Linked DNA regions of Anas platyrhynchos: region 2 is linked to region 1. Evidence: chromatin contacts called from public Hi-C data. All regions are on one chromosome and are shown on one strand. The core of a region is the stretch at or near the end of the contact, and the rest is flanking DNA. Distances in the headings are between cores, read along the strand shown.

The links. A called contact is a pair of places that touch in the nucleus more often than the background predicts.
Region 2: a contact with region 1 is called in a Hi-C map of liver, with 2.0 times the contacts expected there. The contact joins the enhancer-like site here to the promoter of ITK in region 1. A contact is called at or near these places in 2 of 8 Hi-C or Micro-C datasets (liver and skeletal muscle).

The regions. Positions count from the first base shown.
Region 1 is chr14:7,747,323-7,751,257 of IASCAAS_PekinDuck_T2T, forward strand. It overlaps ITK (IL2 inducible T cell kinase), which reads left to right and starts at 2,092. Exons shown (of 17, transcript XM_005029903.6): 1 at 2,092-2,312. The coding sequence starts at 2,142.
Region 2 is chr14:7,861,129-7,865,521 of IASCAAS_PekinDuck_T2T, forward strand. ADAM19 (ADAM metallopeptidase domain 19) reads right to left here. Exons shown (of 23, transcript XM_038186297.2): 8 at 3,714-3,785; 9 at 2,673-2,839; 10 at 1,463-1,547; 11 at 1,091-1,230; 12 at 1-129. Among named protein-coding and RNA genes, the nearest start is that of FNDC9, 18 kb to the left of the region's middle. Within about 2 kb of position 2,288, at least 1 of the 8 cell types and tissues checked has an H3K27ac peak or open chromatin away from gene starts, as enhancers often do.

The DNA.
Region 1 (3,935 bases), core at 842-3,341:
CAAATGTTTTTGCTTATCAGTTATTAAAAAAAAAAAAAAAAAAAAAAAAAAAAGGATCTCTGAACATTATTTTAACCAGCAAATTCTCAAGGACAAGGAAAGTTATGCACACACAAACGTAGTCCTATATTTTAGGGATGCAAGCACCTAAATTAGGCGCGCTATTTCCTAGAAGAACTGGGAAGTTAGGCCCCAGTATTGATCCTAGTCTATGAACAGGTAGGAAATCCTCCTAGGCAGCAATGATGAGTTTTTAGGGGACTGCAAACTTGTGTCATCTTTCTTGTTCAACCACAAGGGTTCCTTGGAACTCAGTCACTACTCAGAAATGAAACATTGCTTCACTAGACTTGCGTGTAACGTTTCAACCCATGCTGTGGCTCTTCTGCAAGACCACCAGAAAGGGGTATACGTAGGGGCGTACTGTGCAACAGCTCACTTTTCTCCATTTCTGTTCCATGATACAGCGTGACCTTTAGCAAATTCTCTATCGAACCTATGTATCAAATGCTATCTTTAAATTGTATTTTTACAGTAAATATTGGTTCTCAACTGGCATTGAACAAAATTGATAAGGGATTTCTGAGGATCCCTAGAACATTCTGCCTAAAGAAATGCTAAATATAGCATCAAACAGCAAAGAAGCAATTTGTTACCTCGTGGGTGTGTTGTTTTTTTTCTTTTTGGTTTGGTTTGGTTTTTGTTTTCTTGAAGACTAATAAACAGTATATTCTATTGAGAAATACGGTTTCTAAGTGTGTATCCAGTATATTTTTTTCACACAAACTGAATTTAAAATAATAAAAAATAAATTAAAGAATAAAATAAAATAATCTTCTTTGTTTTTTTCAAGGAACTCTAAAAATACATCAGGATTAGGAAGACCTCTACTTATGCCCTGATGCTACTGGAAACCAAAGCAAAAGTCAGCACTGGTAAATGATCTAGACTACAACAGCTTTCAAAAATGCCTAGTTGATGAAAATGTTTGTCTTGTAGTTTCCCCACATCCCACTAGACCCCACGTCTCCAATCCTCAGTAGCTTCAACAACACAATTATGCATCTCTAGTACATACATACAATATTAAAAATGGAAGGGCAGAAGGAAATGGAATGCATTTCTTTTAAAACATAACAGTGCTGTCATACTGAGCATTAGTGCAAATTCATTATTATTATTATTATTATTATTATTATTACTATTATATATTTAGCCTGGTGCAAACTACCCTGAATGGTGCCCTGAAGTCCTGAGGAAACCAGTTACATTGCTTTTGATGTTTGTGCTCGCTTTGCTGCTGATTATAGGGGTCTTGATTACATCTGCAGAGGGCACGTTATGCCTCTGCTTCCTGGAACATCTATACACAGATTAATTAGAGAGCACCGGTAGCAGACAATAATCAGTGAATAGTAACGTATGACAATTAGTTAGTTATAATTTATTGTAACCAATTGTTTTCCATTTAAATGTCTAATGACTACAAATATTTAGCAATTCTTATACAAGTAAATCCTGGTTATTGTTTTCATTTAGATAGTATGCTCAGTTGCTGCCTTTTGCTTTTGCTTGCGGAGTAGGAACTTTCATGTTATGTGGCAAATTTCCTTGGAACACTTTGTATGAAATCTCTGAGACACAAAGGCAACTGTTAAATACTCTAAATGGGAAGGCACGATTCCTTCAATAACCAATATGGATACATGACCTACTTCTAAGAGGGCCAGAGACACTCATCCTATATATCCATGCTCAGTATGTGCATTTATAACTGTATTTACTAAATGGCCAAGTCGGAGACAGATGCTTCATCATGCCACACCCCTTTAATTAATCCTTAATCACTGATTTACTTTTATCGAATGTCCCTCAAGTGTTATTTTTTCCACAACATTTGCCCTAGAGTGTATTTCGCATGTGCTGTTCGTTTTATGACTTCAGAGAGGATGTGGTTATGGTTTGACAGAAAGGAAGCTTTGCTGTAGATGGGAAGATAAAGCTTAAAGTACCTACGCTGCCTTTAGAAGAACACCTTTTTTTTTTTTTTTTTAAAAAAAAAAAAAAAAAAAAAAACTTAACTGCCTTCCTTATTGTGTCTCTTTCTTGGACGGGTGCTCAGCTCACAGGGCAGGCATCCCATGTCCCAGGAGAGGACCATTCTTGGCCCAACCATGAATAACTGTGTGCTCCTGGAGGAACAGCTGATCAAAAAATCCCAGCAGAAGAGAAGGACATCGCCCTCCAACTTTAAAGTGCGCTTCTTTGTCTTAACCAAATCTAAGCTGGCTTACTATGAACATCGCCATGGGGTATGTCAGCCATTTTCTTTGTCATAGTAGAATAACGGAGGGAAGGGTGAACTCTTTCTTAAACTTTATTAATTTACCATTTCTGGGTTTTGTTTTAGCACCACTCACCGAAATGTGTAGAGTGGTCGGATGGGTCCTTACAAACTTCTGGTCAGTGAGCATTTGGTGCATATGGGGGAATAAGACTAACTTGTTATCTTATAGAAAGTACATAATTTTGTTGTAGGAATTTAGCATGTTCTGTTAAAATCGATGTGTTTGACAGCTGCATGAGCCTGCCCCTTGCTGCCTGTGTGGGTACGGGAGTGACCTCCGGTGTGGTATTGCAGAGACTAAACTATGTCTAGCCACGTCTTCACTCTCCTTCTTTTCTTTAGGGCAACAGACTGATGGTTGGTAGACCAGTCTTACAATTCAGAACAAATTCAGCTGCCATTCAGGTCTACTCTTCCAAGTTAGTTTCAAAAGGGATGTGATGATGAGATCCATGCTCAGACTAGGCCTTGTTTCCCCAGGCTTGCATTACCTAATTTGCAAAATACGAAGAAAATTAAAAGTCAATCTATGCACCACATTGTGCTAAGTGTTCTAGTGAAGAGAGGATTATTTCCCTCTTGTGCTTAGCTGGATGTTTGCTGAGCCTTATCATGGTTGTAAATAATATTGCTTGTTTTCTAACAGTCACTTAACATGCTGTTAATCCATTATGTTTAGGTGCTATTATTATACACAGACCAGTGCTGGGGATCTTGTTGTGTTGCTATCCAGTGTTGGCACCTTCAGATCATCTGATCTGATCTTGTTTAGAAAAAGAAAATTAAGTTAAAACTGAACCCAACGAGAAAAGCAAGGTATAATGTGTCCTTGTATGGTATCATTCCCCTGTTGAAATTCTATACCAGCTTCAAGGTTTAACAGTCATTTTTACTTGTAAGCTATTTCTCTGAAATGTGTTCAACAAAATGTTTTTCTTGCTTTTATTTTATAGCCAGTGTTATTCTTACCTTCATATTTAAATAGGAAAATATTTGTTGTTGCCCAGTGTGTCTGTATTTAGTCTGAGAGTCTATTTGACTGCTATCCAAGCTATCTTTCGGCTGTCATTATGTTAAGATTTTAAATTCTACTATAACTATTCAGTTGATTAATCTGGTTAAAATTTTCAAGTTTCATCTGAGTGATTCTGCTGTAGGCATTTACAGAAATTTTCATACCTAGGGTTTTTTTTGATGCTTGCTGAGTCTTGATGGACTTGAGAAGGACTCAACATACACTTTGCCTAGATAGCTTTGTGGAACCACGCTAGGTGTTTGCATCTTTAGTCACTTAAATAGTTTGGAAAATCTGACTTGGCGGCTTTCAGTGGGGCATATATTTCATATGCAACATGACTGTCTTTGGAAATTTTATCCTCTAGTCTTCCTAAAGGTCAATTAGGCCACTCAAGAACATCTTAAAATACCTGTGAAGTAAACATTTAAGAAGCTTTCAAAGGCACATTAGTACACTACACATACAAAATCTGAATGGACACCAAGTGACAGCTGACAAATACCTTTGTACATATGTGTATGCAGTATTTCTGAAAATTTGATCTCCAAAGTCAGACAACAGTGGGCCAAA
Region 2 (4,393 bases), core at 1,038-3,537, 110 kb after region 1:
CCACATTTCTTCCCTCCATACAAATTCTTGGTGTCTGGCATGTTGGAGAGGCACATCCCTCCACCAGACTGCAGATACTTCTCCAGCTCTTTCCTGTTGCACTGGTTGAACACCTTGGGGAATGGATGCCTGAATGCAGAAAAACATCATGACAGATTGAGGCAAGGGTTCAGAGCACCAAAAATGAGCAGATGCCAATATGTACCTGCATGTGTTCACTGCTCATCTGAACATTTTCCATATTTGGAGGAAATGCATCACATAAAAGAAGGTATTCAGTGGAGACAATTTTGTTAAAAACTGCTGAACCTCAAAGGGGAAGGGCTTGAGGAAACAGGGGATGTGGCTTAAAGTGAATGTGTTCAGCTATCATTTTTACGTGACTGAAATATGAAAGCTGTTGTCGTTCCTCATCCAAAATGAGCTTTAGAATCCTGGTGGTTTCCAGAGTCATTCTCACTTCCCTTTTCTCTAGAAGCCAGTTACTCTTTCCCTTTCAAACACTGGTTTTCAGTGTCTTACTGAAAGCCATATTCTGGAGACAGCAAGCAACAGATCTGTTTTCATATCTCCTTGGTTGGAAACATAACCCAATCACTGTTCCTTTTAATAAAATCAGTGATCAGTTCTTTCCTGAAGTAACCCTTTTTCCTCTCTCTACCACATTATTACATGTTATCTTTTCTGGGAGATTCTTTAGAAACCCTGTGAACTATATAAGCATTTCATGTGCAACACAGCAATGAAACCACCATAAACATCTATGTGTCAAGGTGACACACCATAACATTTTCTGGTCACCCTTCATTTCTTTGTGCTTGCTGGCAATAGCCAGACAGTTCAGGTTTTGGAGAAGGATGCATGTGTGTGCACTAAACTTGCTTTGGAGTGACGGATTGCTTGGTAGGACACAGGGGGAAGCACAAACTGAGAGATGAAGGCCTGAGACAGTCTTTCAGGAAAAAAGATAGGAAAACTTGACTTTATAACAGTGAAGAACATCAAGCAGACCCACCTCATTCTGCATTTCTAGTTCTTCCTCCCCTAAGCCCCCTGCATTTCCCAGTGAGACCCAGTAAGCCAGACTCACCCAATTGCAGAAGCCATGATGCAGCCTCCATCCTCCGCACGGGTAGCACAGCAGCCAGCAGAATCGTGATTCATGCCAAAGTTGTGTCCCATCTCATGGGCAATGGTAGCAGCAACACCAATGGCATTATCAGAGTGGTCCTGTGCAAGGTCAAAGAGGCAAGTCAGCGTTTTACCTGTGCCTGTCCCATGCACCTCGGGGTCATTTCTCAATGCTACTTGTAGAAAACATCTGCTGAAGGTATTTCTGCCTGTGAGCAGGTGAGCTACAGGCCTTCAGAGGAAATATTTTATTCCTGGGATTTAGGAGGCACCTGTTGCATATATTCACTGCTGGCAAGAAACATCACATTAGGCATTAGCAATAACTTACCATGTTCACTCCTCCTGACTGGTAATGAGAGCACATGGACATCACGGGAGCCAAGCCTACTGTGGTACCTTGGAAGGACACACCCCTAAAATCAACCCAGAAAGAGCATGAAATGGCACTGAGGCAACCTGCAGTCCCAAGATTTGTACACATACTGTGTCTGAATACATTTTCTTTAGTAATATCTTCAGGTACAAAACATTAGACCAGAGGTATAAAGCCTTAGGCCTTAAATTTCTTGGACTGGTCCTTTATTTTATGGACCTGCCAGCCAATCTTATTTTTCGTAATGGTCTAGTGCCAAAAAGTGTCCTCTGCTGAGCTTTGCAGCAGGTACAGAAAAGACTATTTCTGAATCCTTAATTGGGTACTAATTGTGAATATTTCATTTACCCTATGCCTGCTATTTGCTGGCTTGGGATTCAGGGACATGACAGAGCTTGGTGACACCCCCATGGTGCAGCCGTGCTCAGCTCCTGCCTGGCAAGCTGGAAATCTGCACTGGCCCTGCCAGTGTCTGATGCAGGAGCCCTGTTATTACTGTGCAGGACATCACTGCATCAAGAAGAAATATAGAAATGTTAAAGGGGAAAAAAAAAAAAAAAAAAAAAAAAAAAAAAAAAAAAAAAAAAAAAGGAGGAGAGGTGTTGTATCTCTGCGTTTTGCTCCCACAGGCTCCATCTTTGAATTTGCTCATCAGTGAATTACTATGGGAGAGGCAAGAAGGTCTAAGACTTGCTGCAGATTTTTCTTCTAATGACTTCTGCATTGCTGGCCACAGTTACTGGCCCTAATGAGATCAGAGGGATGAGTCACAGACCATCAGCTCCCAGCACCATGGCTGCTGTGTCTCAGCACAGTGAGCTAGGAACAAATGCCTTCTGCAAAGGGCTTAGCTCCCCTTCACAGGCCTCGCTTATGGCTCAGAATTTCTTGAAATAGCATGTGTAGCTGTGACAGACCATGTGCAGCTGCTTGTGATATGCATACATAAAACTGATGCACACTGATACACGTGCATTGAGATTGCCATATACCCGGAGACCCACACTTTTCCTAAAGTCATTGTGCTCTGGGTGCCATCGCTGGTGGAGCAGCCACTACCTAAATCTGCCTCGCTGAAGCTTAGAACAATATAATCCAAGATAATGATTTCCCACCCACACAACCCACTTTCAGAACCGGGTTATTTCAGAAGAAATACACCTACGTGACTAGTTGGACATTATCGTATTTTCTGTACACCCGCTCCTTGTTACTCCAGGCCAGAAAGGAATTCAGGGTGGAGTAGGGATTCTCAGTTACATCGCATCTGTTCCCTTGATTCCAGATCTCCAGCCCCACCAAGGCAATACGGATATTCAGGGACCTGTAAAACTGACAGATACAGGAGGGAAAAGAGAGGACAAAATGAGCACCACTAATTTATTTTATTGCCTTTTAAACCTTGTGTATAAACACTGGTAAATGCTACTACCGAAAGAAACACATGATCAGAGATGTTCTCTCTGGAAATGCATTGTAACTTAGCTCCATGACTCTGCAGAATGAAAAGAAGTGCACCACCCACAAGACTAAATTGGGTTGGACTAGAGATGCTAAACATTCATTTTCTTAATGAATGATAGAGATATCATCTAGGAAAAAAAAAAAAAAAAAAAAAAAGAGAGAAAAAAGAGAAACAAAGACTGGAGACTGACAGACTGACATCATGTTAATCTTTAGATATGTCAAAATTCCTCCAAAAGGAAGGAAATAATCTGCTGCCCACATCAAGTACAAACAGGACAAGTCTTCCTGGGCAGGGAGCAGTGGAAGGAGTTTAAGGAGAGATGGGGAGTACGAAGAGGGTAGATCTGAAAAGCAGTGATGTTTACTTCAACAGCACTGTGTACCACTGCAAGGATGACCTCTGAAGGCTCCTACTTGCCAATATTTCTACAAGTTGAAGTGAATACCTTAGTCCTTTACCAAAAAGGAGTGTTTAGGTGACACAGTTAATACAGAGATGCATTAAAATAAAGAGATGCTCCTGCTGGCTTCATGTTAAGGAAAGGAGACTCCCCCACCCCATCCCCAGTGTCCAACAACAGAACAATTGGGAAAACAGTCTCCACTCCCCAAGTCTCTGGGGAGAACTAGCAAAACATTACTCTCTCTCCCAAGAAGACAGCCTTCCTCTGCCACAATCAATTCTCATAATTGGCAATCTGAGCTTTGTCTTCCTTAGATCTTGCACACCTGATCTCACCTTATCTACGTAATTAGCAGCCTCCACTAGTTTAAGCCTTGTTGCTCCAATGTTGAAGTGATGCTTCTGAAACTGAATAAAATGGACATGTCAGCAGCACGAAGAGAACTAGGAAGAGATGAAATGTGTTAAAACATATCACATTATTTTGAGAATTAGAAGATGATGCCCAAATCCTTCCTTCACTGTACATCTCCCTATAAACCCACCTGTACATGCAAATTCAGAATTCATCCCTGGCATCCCACGGCAGGGATGTTTTTCCAGTGGTGGTAGGAACTGAGTGGAGCAACCCAAAGTCATCAAAAAAAATCAACATTTTTTAGGTAGAATATATGGTAACATCCAGGAAGAAGAAATTTGCCTATTTAAGCCACACAGTAATTAATGGTTTAATTTTAGTGAACAGTGTTTGATTCAAGGAATTAGTGTTGCAAAAGGTTGAGATTTTTATTAAGGAGACTGAAAAAGCTAGGACTTTTCTCCTAGCAAGGGATGCAATAAAATAAGGGCAGTTCACAGCTACACTGCGAGGGTGCCTACCCCAGCTTGTCTAATGAAATGGTCAACAGCATATGGCAGTTCCTGGGTATGATGTGTTTTCTCATACTTTCTCTGGCACCCTGCTGCCTTATAGAGGAGACTGAAATGGCTTCTGCTCTCTGGTTTTGTTCAGAATA